Regions from separate parts of the Mus musculus genome. Here region 2 is linked to region 1. A link is a contact called in public promoter capture Hi-C data. All regions are on one chromosome and are shown on one strand. The core of a region is the stretch at or near the end of the contact, and the rest is flanking DNA. Distances in the headings are between cores, read along the strand shown.

The links. Promoter capture Hi-C pulls out the DNA fragments that hold promoters and counts their contacts.
Region 2: a contact with region 1 is called in a promoter capture Hi-C map of liver, with 4 times the contacts expected there. The contact joins the promoter of Rbak here to the promoter of Ap5z1 in region 1. A contact is called at or near these places in 2 of 39 promoter capture datasets (liver and pre-B cells).

The regions. Positions count from the first base shown.
Region 1 is chr5:142,461,559-142,465,718 of GRCm38.p6, reverse strand. It overlaps Ap5z1 (adaptor-related protein complex 5, zeta 1 subunit), which reads right to left and starts at 1,788. Exons shown (of 17, transcript NM_172725.2): 1 at 1,584-1,788. The coding sequence starts at 1,624. It overlaps Foxk1 (forkhead box K1), which reads right to left. Exons shown (of 9, transcript NM_199068.2): 9 at 3,704-4,160.
Region 2 is chr5:143,179,129-143,183,387 of GRCm38.p6, reverse strand. Rbak (RB-associated KRAB zinc finger) reads left to right here and starts at 2,613. Exons shown (of 5, transcript NM_001045482.2): 1 at 2,613-2,839; 2 at 3,846-3,902. The coding sequence starts at 3,888. Spdye4b (speedy/RINGO cell cycle regulator family, member E4B) reads right to left here and starts at 2,371. Exons shown (of 8, transcript NM_001384193.1): 1 at 1,750-2,371. The coding sequence starts at 1,767.

The DNA of each region.
Region 1 (4,160 bases), core at 539-3,038:
CAACTTCAAAGGCAGCACTCACACGTGTTGAAAGCCGCTTCCCTGAGCCTTGGGAGAAGAGCAATGCAAAGCTTCCACACTGAAGAGCAAAGACTCCCGGCTGTAAGACTGTAAGAAAGCCTGAGATGTCGCTGGCCTAACACAAACACTCTAGGACTGAGCCGGGCTTCAGTGTGGAAATGTGTTTCCTTGCTTCTATTCCAAGCTTAAAAGGAAGGAAAAGAGGTGGAAGGGGTGCCTGCCTACATGCATGCTGGGTTCCTTCCCAGCACCACAAAATAAAGGGCCATGATGAAGGAATTGCCCAGCGTGGTGGTGGCGCACGCCTTTAATCCCAGCACTTGGGAGGCAGAGGCAGGTGGATCTCTGTGAGTCTGAGGCCAGCTTGGTCTACAGAGTGAGTTTCAGGGGCCACACAGTAAAACTCTGTCTCAGCCATCTCTAAATAAATAAATAAATGGATCAGTTGTCTGTGGGCGCTGAGGAAGAGAGCCCCCAACTTCCTAAATCATGGCTGACAGTCCCACTATGGTGTCCTGACAGGGCTGATGGTTTGCAAACTGCCCCCATTTTGAGCCTGTCTGTCAGGTACTTGAACTTGGTTCTGCACTGTCTCTGCAGGTACCACATGTCCCAGGCCGAGGAAGGTCTCCAGTAGCTTTCCTACCACCCTCGCCTGCTTTGTTTCCTGCATCCTCCACCCAGAGTCTTATTGAGGCACCTAGAGAACAGGCTGGGTGAGCAAAAGGAGATACAAATGGCCCAGGGTTGTACCCAACTGGGGCAGTGATAAACCACAGATGCTATGAGACAGGATAGCGTTATTTTTGTGTTGGCATGAAAAGGTTACTGCTTAAAAATGAAAAGTACCCACCCAGTACTGAAGGCAAAGGAGGGCTGTGGGCCCATGGGGAGACTGTGTGGCTGGGTCACCAACCATTTTCCTAATAGATCTTAAGAAAACTGTCTTTGTTTTTTAATTTATTACATTTATTTATGTACATGTTGGGGTGCTCGAGTGGAGATCCAAAGACAACTTGCTGGAGTTGATTTTCTTCTTCCTCCCCGAGCCCCGGGGGTCGAATCGAGAGAGTCAGGCTTGGTGGCAAGGTCATTTACCTATTAAGTCCCTCTGTCTTCGGAGTACTGTCTTGTTCGTAGACTCCAGACTTTTAACTCTTTCAGGCTCTGGGAGATCCCAGAGATCTTAACCATTCTAAACTTTCCCCACGAGTGGCCCAGCTCAGAGTCCAGATTTGTCCCTTTGCATTTTCAGTTTACCAAATGCATCAGGTCTGGGCTTCGGGTAGTCGTTTCCTTCGCTGAATCACGTACCACCAAGTCTTGGGCTGGCTATTTGGGAAAGAACCTAGACTCTCAGTGCAGGGTCAGCACTAGCATGGACCCAGACACGATGAGGAGGATCCCTTAGCTGAGTTGTGCGCCTCACATTCCACGCAGGTCGCCCTGAGCCCCGGACCCGGCGCCACACGGAGACCCGAACCGTGCAGCGGGACCACCGCCTCCCCGCTCCTCCCCGGCTTCGTCTCACGCCCCGTGGCCCCAGCCCCAGATCGGCAGACCTGGCCTGGTGCAGCAGACTTTCCGCGCCCGCCGAGAACATGCCGACACGGCTCCAAGCCCACCAGTGCCCGAAACGTTGCCGCGGACTTCCGGGATCGTGTCACATGACGTGTCATGTGACCGGACTGTGTCTGCCCTCTTTCGCCCCACCTCTTACCCCCGCCACCACCCTCCCGCGTCCTGGCTGGATCACGTGGGAGAATCTGGAGCGCTAGCTGACGGCTTCCGGTGCCACACCACGTGGGAGGGCCATCCCTCCCACTCCCCCGCGCAAAAGACAGACCAGCTTCCGGTCCTGCGGCAGGTGGGCGGGGCGGGGCGGAGGCCTTGGCCAAAATATTGCAGTACAGAAGCCAGTTCCCGCCTAGCTCCTGGGCTTCTCTCCACGTCAGTCAGCAGCCAGGGAGTCATGGAACCGTGGTCCTTGGAACCCAGAACTCCTGGCTCCGAAACAGTTTCCTTTGATCCCGGAACTGCCAGTGGTAGACTCTAGACCTGGAGAGACTAGGCAGGCACATAGTTTAGCAGTAGGGTGACTAGATTTACCCCAGTGAGAGGCTGGGGGCGCGACTTGGTGGCAGAGAAAGAACATCCTTAGCAAAAGCTGTATGGCAGACACGTTTTATAAATTCTGTCAGGCTCTTTGCTGCAGAAATACCCAATGTCTTGCTAGTCTTGGGTTTTAAGATGAGGCCCTGGCACTATTCACCTATTTGGGTTGGGAGATGGGTGCCTATTGCACACACAGAAAAAGGAAACTGGTAGTAGACTGAGGAGCTGTCACAGTGGGAAAGACACTTGGACCCGTGTCTTTCTGGCTCTTGCCAATCAATACCTAGTGCTCATGGCCTAGTAATAAGCAAGGCTTCAGGGAGAAACGGGCAGAAGTAGAAACGGCTCAGCTGGTAAAAGTGAACATGAGTACCTGAGTTCCATCCCTGGGTGGCCATATAAAAATAAAACCCACACTTGCAGTCCCAGCACTGAGGAAGTGGAGATCGGAGTATCCCTAAGGGTTGCTGGCCGGCCCTAGCTTACTTGGCAAGTCCCAGGCCAACGAGAGATTCTGTCTCAGAGAAGAGGTAGGGCAAGAAAGAAGACTCAGAACCTGAAAGTGATTGACACACAGGCCTGACAGGCTGAGTTTGGGTCCTCAGAAGCTACATAAAACCTGAGCCCAGTAGTGTAAGGATTTGTAATCCCAGCACACCTACAGGAGATGGAGGAGGCAGGAGACTCTCCTGAGGCTGGAGGATAAGCCGCCCTGGCTTATGAGATGGTAAAGAGAATCTGTCTCAGACAAGGTGTAAGTAGCCATGAGGGTGGGCACCTGAAGGCTGTCCTCTGATCTGCTCACGTCTCCTGTGGCCAGTGTACATATGCCTATGCCTCTGCATGTGAACACACACCCCACTTGAGGAACAGCAGCTGAGGTTGTCCTCTGCCTCCACACAAATACACACACAGGTGCAGTCACACCCAAAAACATGTACACAGAAAAAAGGGACAAGTGGGTTGTTTCTCACCTGGCTGAGTGTCAGGATGAATGCCAGGGGCTCTGAGGCAGCCGCCATGGGGTGGTGGCTTGAGTGAGAATGGCTCCCATGGGCTCATATACTTGAATGTTTTGACCCCAGTTGGTGGAACTGTTTGGGAAGGGTTAGGGGGTGTGGCCTGCAGTCAAGTGCCCAAAGCATCCCCCATTAGCTCAACTCTGTCCTGCAGCGGCTGTCTCAATATGTAAACTCTCAGCTACTGCCCCAACCCTATGCCTGCTTGTCTGCTGCCACGCTCCCTGCCACAATGGTCATAGACTCTAACCCTCTGGAACTTCGAGCTGCAAATTAAATGCCACCCCCTTTGTCACACCCTGGCCCAGCGGTGGACCTGTGTCAAAAGTCAGGGGAGATGGGCTAGCTCTTGCCATCTGTACACCATCTTGCATCCTTGGAGCTCAGGCACCGGCAAGACTCTACCTCACCCCATGGCTTCCTGGACTGCACACCTGGGAGGCATGCAAGGAAACACCTGGGGACCAGAAGCAGTAGTGCGTGTCCAGGCTATCTATTGGTCTGCCCTTCACAGTCACCCACTCCCAGGGACCACTCATACCCTTGGGTACATCTCTTTAATATATAATTTTTATTTCTGGTTATAGAAACAAATGCTAAGAGGAGAAAACAGAGCTTCCCCACCCACATACAACAACCGAATAGATAAAAGAACAGTTCAAATGAATGAAAAAGAAAGTAGAAATTTCCACTTTGTTATAGCTTTAAAACATTAACGTCTAATAATAGTTAGAAATCACATTCAGGTGTCAAAACTTTTTGTTTAAAAAAAGGATGGTTCTGTTATAAAAAAATACTGTATCCCGTTTGAAATGAACGCCCAGGTGTTGCTGCTTGGTGTGTGGGTCCGCAGGCCTTTCTTACCCCTGCCTCCAGAGTGGGACCTTCGCTCACTGAGGTGGGGCACGTCCCATCTCTGGAACTCGGATTCCCATCGTATTGGGTACCACTGCTTTTAAAGCACTAAGTGTTAAACATATCATGAAAATACTTGACAGCCACTGT
Region 2 (4,259 bases), core at 1,364-3,863, 720 kb before region 1:
TAAATAAAATAAATAAATCTTTTAAAACATATTATATATATTGAAATTTTGTCTGCATGTTTGACGGTGCAACATGAGCATACAGTGCTCATGGATGCCAGAAGGGGGTGCCAGATCCCCTAGGACTGGAGTCACAGTCAGTTGTGAGCCTCTATGTGGGTGCTGGCAAACCAATTTGGGTTTTCCTGGGCGAGCAGCCAGTGCTCTTAACCACCGTGCCATTGCTTCAGCCTCAAGAATACATACTTATGACCATTAGTCCTTCATCATTACTACTTCTAACTCAGTATTTCTATCATCTTCTTGGATATTGTGTTTGCATTATATGGTTTGAAAAAAGACTGGTTTGAGGAATGCAGTTCAATAGTAGAGCCCCTGCCTAGAATCCCCCAGGGAGGGGCTGGGGGCGTGGCTCAGTGATAGAGCCCCTGCCTAGAATCCCCCAGGGAGGGGCTGGGGGCGTGGCTCAGTGGTAGAGCCCCTGCCTAGAATCCCCCAGTGAGGGGCTGGGGGCGTGGCTCAGTGGTAGAGCCCCTGCCTAGAATTCCCCAGTGAGGGGCTGGGGTGTGGCTCAGTGGTAGAGCACCTGCCTAGCTTACAGGAGGGCCTAGGCTCCATCCTCAGGCAAGGAGGTATTAATAAAAGATTAAATTTTGCTTGTTGCCAGATGGTAAAGACTGCTTCTCTGTTCTACCCTTCTCACTTTAAAGAGTAACATTCACTGTCGAGATCTGTATTGTCTCTTTGACACCTCTCTCTCTCTCTCTCTCTCTTTCTCTCTCTCTCTCTCTCTCTCTCTGTGTCTCTGTCTGTCTCTCTGTCTCTCTGTCTCTGTCTCTGTCTCTCTCTGTCTCTGTCTCTCTCTGTCTCTCTCTGTCTCTCTCTCTCTGTCTCTGTCTCTCTCTCTCTCTCTCTCTCTCCTTTTTAGTTACATATACTTTCTGCCCTTGTTTCAAGAAAGAACTTCCTTTTCTGAAAGACCCAAGAGCCCCTTTCTATGCATTGCAAACCTCAAGGAAGAGAACAACCCTGTCACCTGGGGAACTTATGAATCTACCTTGGACTCAAGAGCTGTTCCAGTCCTGTCTGTAGTAGTTGAGAGGTCACTCACTATACCTGATGTCCATCTAGGATCATTATCACTAGCAGGGACACTTGCTGCCTGCTGCTTCTGCTGGAGGCCACATATTACAACAACTGCCGGGTGCCAGGGTCACTGGTGGGTGAAAGGCTAGGACGTTAAGTGTCTAGTTTCTAAAGCCTGAGGCAATAGAGCCCTAGGTCAGGACTTGGAGCTGAAAGCCTGTAGGCCTGCTGGTCCAGCCAGTAGACCTAGGATGGCCCACACAGGTTGAGCTTCTCCTATCTGTGCAGAGCAGAAGGATCTCAGTCTGTTGACTGGCAACCCTTGTTCCGTATGTGTGTACAAACCGAAATCTTCTCTCAATACAAAAATTATATGAGCTTGAATGTCCTCACTGCAAGCAAGGAATTCCTTTTCTGAAAGGCCTGAGTCCCATCTGTGCAATGTAAACCTGGAGAAAAGAGTGTTCCTATCTCCCTGTCACCTGGGGAGTTTAGCCCAGGCCCCTCATTCAGAGACGTAACCCCTGCTTGCCACGGGGAAGGGAAGCTTTTGGTTTAAGAGATAGGAGCCAGCTCAGGTGGGCACCTCAGTGACCAGGTGAGGTGAGAACCTGGGAGAAGGTGCCCCATGGCAGTGCAGGCCTTCCGAGGAGGAGGGCTCACCCTTTCTCCTGAGACCATGTGTGCCCTGCAGCATCTGAGAGGGATTCGTGATGCTTCTGTCTCCTGCTGGTTGCTCAGCAGTTTATTACCTAGGGTTGGCGCTCCAAGGCGCTTGGTGCTTCTGGGATGAAAACGTTACTCTCTGCATCGGCGCAGAGAACTTTTTCTATTGACAGGCTTTGTTATTAATTTTGACGCCAACGTCTTTATGAAGAACTAGGCCAAGAACGTCGTTGCATTAATTCAATAAGAAATCGAGGAGCCGTTCATCATAATGTAACCATCGTTGAAAACTGTCATTGTCGCCCGGCCCTAAATATCACCTTTCAGAGATCACATTGCAGGTAGGTGTTTTCTTCTTTCTGTGTTCTCTTTCTGGTTCTGTTTTTTAGAGTTTCTGGGCATTAGACGTATGTTCTAGAAACCCACCATTAGTGTTTGTGCCTCCTTCTTTGTAAAGCACAGCTGGTTATTTCTTGTACCTAGTACTTCAAGGAAGTTTGGTTAATCGAGAATGACACTCAGTTTTCTTTCCTTCTAACACAATCTTCCTCTTATTTTAGGAGTCCTGAGCCAGGGACAAGACTTGGGACTTCACGCAGCAGGCCGTTTCTCCAGGCTCAAAGGGAGTGAGGACAAACAAGAAGGTAAGAGCATGGCTGGAGGCAGCCATTGCTCTCAGAGCACCTCCCCCAAACTGCTGGGAGGAGGTAAGTTCTTGCGCGAGGATCCCTAGATGCAGTGGCGCGCGAAGGCGTCTGGGACACAGAGTTTCTGTGCAATTCTTGGGGAGAAAGGAGAGCCTTGGAACTCGGACTTCCGGGAAGATGCTGCACATGCGCGTCGCGGCCTGTGCGCGTGCCCGCGCTTGCGCTGGGCCACTGCGCCGTGGTGACTTCCTGCAGGTCTGGTGTGTCGAGGCTACCTTCCCTCCCGCAGCCTTTGCGTTCGCTAAGCTGGAGTTGCCGAGCCTGCAGGGCCGAGGCCGGAGCTTCCGGGGCGGCAGCGAACAGACTCGGCTGTGCGGGCTAGGGAGGCCTAGCGAGAGCTCGGCGCGGAGGCTGACAGGGGCAGCGGAGACGCCTGCTCGGTGAGGCCCGAGGGCGCAGAGCGATCGGGGCTGCGGGAGGGATGCTGGGCACAGATGGTGCCCAGTCAGTTCACCCGGGCACCCCGCTGTCCCCAGCTTGCGGCGCCTGGGAGGGTCGAGGTGGTCGGGCTGACAGCGGGACAGCTGCATCGCTTTGGGCTGCACGGTCAGTCCCGAGGACAGAGTGCAGGCACTGAAGAACTCAAGGGCTCCAGATTCCCACGGTGTCACTCAGCGTCCATCAGCTCTCTTGCTCTGTCTGTGGTCCCCCCCCCCCCCGAGTCTGCCCTTGAGGCATCGTAATGGTCTAGTGCTCAAAATCTGCTTTTACTTCTTTCTGCTCGTGAAGGAAGACTGAGTCTGCGACAGGTGTGAGACTTAATCAAGGTTGTGTTGAAATGAGTGCCATTGTTTTCTAGTTTCTTCCCTTAGTCCCTTTTTAAGATATGCAGCAGTAACCAAGTTTAGTTGGATAGTTTGAAAACAAACCACGCTTTATCCCTGTTTGTCGGACGTCTATCCATCTGGACCATTTTTCCTTTTTGTGTTTTAGTTTTTTTGAGGCGTGGATTCCTTGTGGCACATATTGTTCTGGTAGTGGGTGATCCTCCCGTCTCCGCCTCCAGAGAGTTGGGATTGCATGTATGTCACCTCATGGAACATGGATCCCAGATATATATATATATAGTGCCCAGAATCCTCATTCACTGTGACATATTTTGCAACAGTTTGAATAGGAAATAAAATAAGTACCCTTGTTTCCCCCACCTTTACACCAAATGCCCGTGGATAAAAAGAAGGCAGCGTAGTGTTCATCATAGAACTGTACCCGCCCCCCCTCGCCTCCCACCCCCCATTCCACCTGTTGGAGTTAGGTTTGTGATTTCCTTCCTATCACCTCTGCAGTGTGTATAAGCTGCGATTTCACTTGGTGGTTCCCAGGCGAGAGACATGTCCCTGTGTAGACCAGTTAATCTCCGATTTCAGCGAGCTTTTCCTCCAGCAGGTCAGTCAGCAGTGTCTACAGTTCCCCCAAGAGGAGCAGAACATGAGCAGATCAAAGGTAAGTTTTTCCCGTTTGTAATTTTTTTTTTTCTGACTCCTTTGTAATGTATTTTGGAAGACTTACTCAAAGGTCTGTTCTTGAATGGTAGTGGAGTGGTCTCTAAAGGGATCTGACGCCCTCTTCTGGCATGCAGGTGTACATGCAGCAGAGCATCCATACATAGAATAATTAATAAGTAAGTAGGATGGTCGTGGAGAAAGGAGTGAATAAAGGTGATTGTAATATAAAATACACCCGAGTGGCAGGCTGTCATGACCTGTTGTGTAGGCAGTCTGATAACTTTAGGCTAATGGAGTTACTTGGCAGAGTTAGAAAAAGGAAAATCGTATCCATCCCATCACCTGCAGCTGCTCG